Regions from separate parts of the Callithrix jacchus genome. Here region 1 is linked to region 2. Evidence: chromatin contacts called from public Hi-C data. All regions are on one chromosome and are shown on one strand. The core of a region is the stretch at or near the end of the contact, and the rest is flanking DNA. Distances in the headings are between cores, read along the strand shown. Region 1 has its middle 15 kb from the start of ABHD2. Region 2 holds the start of HAPLN3 (hyaluronan and proteoglycan link protein 3).

Region 1 (2,700 bases), core at 162-2,661, 160 kb before region 2:
CTCCCCAGACCATGCCCTGGTGGCTGGGGCCCAGCACGTGGTGACTTTTGATGGCCAGGTGTGGAACCTCAGCGTCCAGTGCAGCAGCATCCTCCTGGCCCAAGACTTCGCTCACAACACATTCTCACTGATGCTGAGTCAGACAGGCTTGGGGCTCATGGCCCTGACCGTGGAGCTGAACCATGTGACCTTCATCTTCTACTCCAGCCTGCAGGTGAGGAGGAGAGGCCCGAGCTTCCCCTGGAGACCTGTGCCTGCGGCAGGTTGCCTGGGGGATGGCACTCTCAAGCTTGTCCCCTGGCTGTGGGTCAGCCCTCCTGCCCACTGGCCTACAGGCTGTACAGCTCCTCCCTGCCAGGGGATAGCTGTTCAGACCTCCAGCTGCCTTTTGCCATGAAAAGGAGAGATGTCCCCAGGATTGATCTGGCCAGTGAGGATGGGGTCTCAATCTCCTGTGATGTGCCCACTGGTCTCTGCAGCCTGACTGTGCACCTCTGGCACCACGGTAAGTCTGGGCCCTGGCGGAGTTGGCCCCACCACCAAGAGCCTCTTCGGGATGCACCATTCTCAGCTTCCAGTGCAACAGGTCCCCGAGCTGTAGGTGGCCACTGTGGTTGAGAAGATGGCACTGAGGCCCAGGGCTTTCTGCCCCCATTCCTTGGATATGTGGCTCCAAGGTGGAGTTGGCCTTTCTGTGGTCCCTCTGCCAAGGAACACAAAGGGTAGGCCTGGATTCTGGCCACTCGGGCTGAGGATGTGGAGACGGGATGGGGGGAACACACGCTGTCCTCAGTCCCTGTGCTTTCTCTCCTCCTGCTGATGAGGGTTTGGAGCCAGAGCTCTAGGAGTCTGGGGTAGAGGGATTCTACCAATCCTCCGTGTGCCTGAGGCTCATCTCATACAGGACCCCTGAGGGAGGATCATGGGCTCTCAGGACCTCCTCAGCTTCCTTCCTCCCCACAGGCATATCCGCTGGCCTTCTGGACACCAACGACAATGAAGCAGGCACTGATCTGATGTTACTGGATGGCTCTGGCCCAAAGCCTGGAGGAGCTCAGCCTGGCCTGGCAGGTGAGCAGGTGCACCTGCCCTTCCTCCCTCTGGCTGAGGCTCTTGAGGGCTGCTCCCTGCAGAGTCCCAGGAAAGGCAGGTGGCCTGCTGGCTCTGCAGAGGCCTTTGCAGACCCAGCACTGGGGGGAGTCTCCTGCTGAGGCTGATGTATGTGGGGAAGCCACATGGTCCAGCGGGAGGCCTGAATCTTGTGTCTGTCCCACCAGGTGGATGGTGTCTGCAGGGCCACCGAGAAGACTCAGCTGACCTGCGCAGGACAGAGCCCCACCTGCCGGGCCTACTTCCAGGACCCCCGTCCAGCTTGGGGAATGCCTTCCAGGTGGTGAGTGTGAGCCTGGGCCCTGGGGCACAGCAAGCCCTTTCCCCAGTCTACCCTGGGGAGTGGCATGGAGCAGAGGCCTAGGCTAGAGACAGTGACTGGATGGCCCTGATTTCAGGTGGAGCCTGCACCATTCCTTAGCCTGTGTGCGCAGAACCCCTGGGGCACCCGGGAGCTCCAGCCTGCCTGCACTCTGGCAGCCATTTACCTCCACCTCTGTGCCTGTAGCTTCATGTCCCTGGCCCTCCTCCACAGTGCTGTAAGCTGCCCCAGCCGGCTGGCACTCTGCCCCCTGGCTGGCATTTGCCTTCCAGCTGGAGGGAAAACCCGTTTCTCTCTCTCTTGTCAGGGAGAACAAATAATTGTCATTCAAGGAGCTAAGAGTCAAAACAAATCATTTAAGGCCTGATACAGCTTGGATGTGTGTCCCCTCCAAATCTCACGTTTATTAGAGGGTATACATCCCTCATGGATGGCTTAGCATCCTGCGTTTGGTGAAGCGTGAGTTCTTGCTCTATTAGTTCACCTGAGAGCAGTTTGTTTATAAAGAGCCTGGCCCTTCCTCTCTCTCTTTGCACCCACTCCCATTTCTGCCATGATCGTAAGCTTCCCGAGGCCTTGCCAGAAGCCAAGCAGATGCTGGAGCTGTGCTTATACAGCCTGCAGAACTGTGAGTCAATTATCTCTCTTATTTATGATCTACCCAGGCTGGAGTGTAGTGGCACAATCTCACCTCACTGCAACTTCTACCTCCCAGGATCAAGCAATGCTCCTGCCTCAGCCTCCCAAAAATACAGGCAGGTATTTTTGTAGAGATGGTGTTTTTCTATGTTGGCCGGGCTGGTCATGAATTCCTGACCTCTGGTGATCCACCTGCTTCCGCCTCCCAAAGTGCTGGATGACAGGCGTGAGCCACCGCGCCCAGCCTCACTAGGGATTTGAATGTCCACTATCGTTTAGAAAAATGCTCAGCCCCCATTTTCCCTCTGCTCTCATACTGCAAAAATCATCATCAATACAGAAGATGACTTCTGTGAGCAAACGTGTGGGGGTTTGTCCCCACTACCAGGGCGGACCTCTAATTCAGTTCTAACACTAGCTACCTTGAGATTCTTCAGCCAGTGAAGCCCCACTAAAAGGGTATAGAGGTCAGTATCAACAAGAGGAGTGGACCGCCAAGAGCTACAGATGCCAGAATTAGTGGCTGCCATTCACAGACATTTAAAACTTCATCAATTGGAAAATACGACAAAGGGAGGATGAAATGAGATGATCCAACATGTCTCAAAGAAATTCCAGGTCAGGTGTGG
Region 2 (2,802 bases), core at 41-2,540:
GCCTGGCATTCCTTTTAGGTTCTGTTTACCTGTTAATCACAGTTCTTTGTGCTCTGATTTGCTCCTGGCTGTGTGTAACGCACACACATGCATGCACGCATGCACGCACACACACACTCATGGGCCAACTTGGGCTGTGTTAAGAGGCTCTGGGCTCTGTGACCCTGTGATCCTGTGAGGCTTCGACCCTTCCCCCCAGCCAAAGCTGAAGGACCTCCTTAGTCTTTGCTGCTGAGGAAACGTCAGGCTGTACGGGGTCTTTGCTGCTGAGGAAGCATCAGGCTGCACAGGCCAGGGACCCCACTGGTCTGGACAGGAAAGAAAGCACCCTGTCCAAACAGAGGCATCCTGAATGGCTGTCTAGATGGCGGTGCTGATAGCTGGATTCCAAAGGGCGGCCCATCCCTGTTGGGGGACCACTCAGAAGCCCGATTGCCCCTGCAGGCTGCAGAGACATTCCATCCTGTGGTTCCCTCCCAGCCAGGGACACTCATTCAAGCCCCATGTCCCAAGGATAGCACCTGCTGTGTGCCTTACAGTGAGTTAGGCATCTGGCCAGTGTCTCATCATGGCCATACTCAGGGGCAGGAGGATGTCAGCAACCCCTTGCTTTGTTTTTTCTTTTTGAGATGGAGTTTCGCTCTTGTTGCCTATCCTGGAGTGCAATGGCATGATCTTGGCTCACTGCAACCTCTACCTCCTGGGTTCAAGTGATTCTCCTGCCTCAGCCTCCCCAGGATTACAGGCATGCTCCATCACTCCCGGCTAATTTTGTATTTTCATTAGAGATGGGGTTTCACCATGTTGCCCAGGCTGCTCTTGAACTCCTGACCTCAGGTGATCTACCAGCCTCGGCCTCCCAAAGTGCTGGGATTACAGGCGTGAGTGCCCGGCCTCACTCCATTGCTTTCTGTTGGGAAAAGTAATACAGAAGTCTCACCTCTTCCACACCCAAAGGTGGGGAGCAGCCTTAGCAGGTAGCAGAATGCTGGCCAGGGGCTTCCCTGCTTCCTTCCACGGGGTTTGGCAAACTAGGCTTTCAAAGGGGATCCCCCCTCCCCAAACGCTCCTATTCCACCCCTACTTTCCTTTCCCAAGACGTGAAATCCTCAACTCTCTCACACCGCCTTTGCGGGGGTTCCCACCCAGCGAGTCTGGAGACCGCTCATGTCTGCAGCAACTCCTTTCGTGCCCAGCCCTTAGGAGGGAAAGGCGCTCGTGTTCCTTTAAGGGGCTGGTCCAGCGGGCGCCCGGGGGTTTGTCCGCTGCCGCTTCCTTTCTGGCCTTTTAAGCTCCCCAAATCCTACTGCCGCCTTGGACCGGGACAGCTCGCGGCCCCCCAGCGCTGTCGAGGAGCCGCCTGGGGACGGTACGTGGCTCCGGGTCGACGGGCTTCTGGGGCTGTGTGCGGGCCGGGTTTCTCCCTCTTGCTTTGGGTGCCCTGCGGGTCCACCCGGGCAGGGTCGGGGAAGGGGCAGGAGGCGTGGGCTGGGCACTGCGGAGGCTCGGGCTGAGATGGGCCATGATCGCGGGCGAGGGGCGCCCGGGGCGCAGGTGGGGTGGGAGCTGCGCGGGGGCGCGGGTGGACTCTCCTGGGAACCTCGTGCCCACCGCGGGGGCGCAGAGCCCGAATGGACCCCGTGGCCTCCGAGACCACCTTCCAGCTCCAGTCCCCTTTCCGCCGGGGGCCGCTCGGCTCCCTCCCGTGTTGTGCGTCCGGGGTCAGAAGACAGCCGTCCGCGGCGCCCCAGTCTGCTCCTGGGCACCTGTGAATAATCCGGGGGCCGGGAGTCCTGGGAGGGGCTGGGGGCAACCTGCGAGGCGGCGGGCGGCAACCTGAGCCCCCGGACCGCGGCCGGCCCGCAGCGCTGGGGCAAACGCAACGGATGCCTGTGGGTTCCAGGCCTCGCTCACCAGGGTTCTTGCCCCAGGCACAACGAGGCCAGAAGGGCAGGGAGGGTAGAGGGTAGAACCCTGGGTGGGGGATGGCGACCCCTAGGGAGGAACCGAGGCTCCTGCGCGGCCAGGATGGAAACAGCGCGGCACTTGGACTCAGTCCTGCCACCAGTCCGCTGGGTGGCCGCAGGCAGCCTGTGACCGTGTCCGGACGTCGGTGCCCAGCGCTGACCCTCGGGAGTGCCTGTGCTTCCTGCAGCAGCGGGGTGGCGATTGAGCTGGCCCTGGCTCCTCTCCTGCAGCGCTGCCTGGGCCGGCGTGCTGGGAATGCTGGTAGGAAACGCGTCCTGCTTTCATTTTCCTGGGGGCTGCGGGTTTCAAAGGCGCGCGTCAAGCCTTGTCCAAACAGGGACAGGGATGTCAGATTTCTCGCTGGGAGCCGCGCTCGGGCAGACTTCGCGGGTGAGGCTGCCTCCTGCTCGTATCTGGGGTACTTGTACTCCCGGGCAGCCCAGTGCTGATGTGCACCTGACGGGAAGGTGGCACCCACCCTCCCCCCAAGCCCAGGCTCAGCTTATTGTTCTTAGGTGGAGGGGTCCCTAGGGAAGAGGTGCCTGGGAAAAGCAAAGGGTTGGCCGTCAACTTTCTCTAAGTTCGAGATATTTGACAAAAATAATGCCTCGGGCAGTTCACTGACCTCCACACCCTTGGCCTTAGTTTCCTCAACTGTGAAGAGGAGGCAGTGGTGACTGTGTTCTCTCTAGGCAGTGAGAGAGGAGAAAGAGCCACTGAGGCAGTGTAAGACTTCACTGTGCAGACTGCTCCCAGGTGTAGTTGCAGGCCGTATTCTCCCCGCCCTTGCTCCTTATCAAGCAGTTTTCTAAGTGCTCTGCAGATATTCTCTCC

What was found. A called contact is a pair of places that touch in the nucleus more often than the background predicts.
Region 1: a contact with region 2 is called in a Hi-C map of induced pluripotent stem cells, with 3 times the contacts expected there. The contact joins the enhancer-like site here to the promoter of HAPLN3 in region 2. A contact is called at or near these places in 2 of 3 Hi-C or Micro-C datasets (induced pluripotent stem cells and skeletal muscle).

The regions. Positions count from the first base shown.
Region 1 is chr6:18,257,917-18,260,616 of calJac240_pri, reverse strand. No RefSeq gene overlaps it. Among named protein-coding and RNA genes, the nearest start is that of ABHD2, 15 kb to the left of the region's middle. Within about 2 kb of position 1,411, at least 3 of the 16 cell types and tissues checked have an H3K27ac peak or open chromatin away from gene starts, as enhancers often do. A contact at or near this core is called in skeletal muscle, where this site is marked.
Region 2 is chr6:18,100,011-18,102,812 of calJac240_pri, reverse strand. It overlaps HAPLN3 (hyaluronan and proteoglycan link protein 3), which reads left to right and starts at 1,290. Exons shown (of 5, transcript XM_035303754.3): 1 at 1,290-1,369.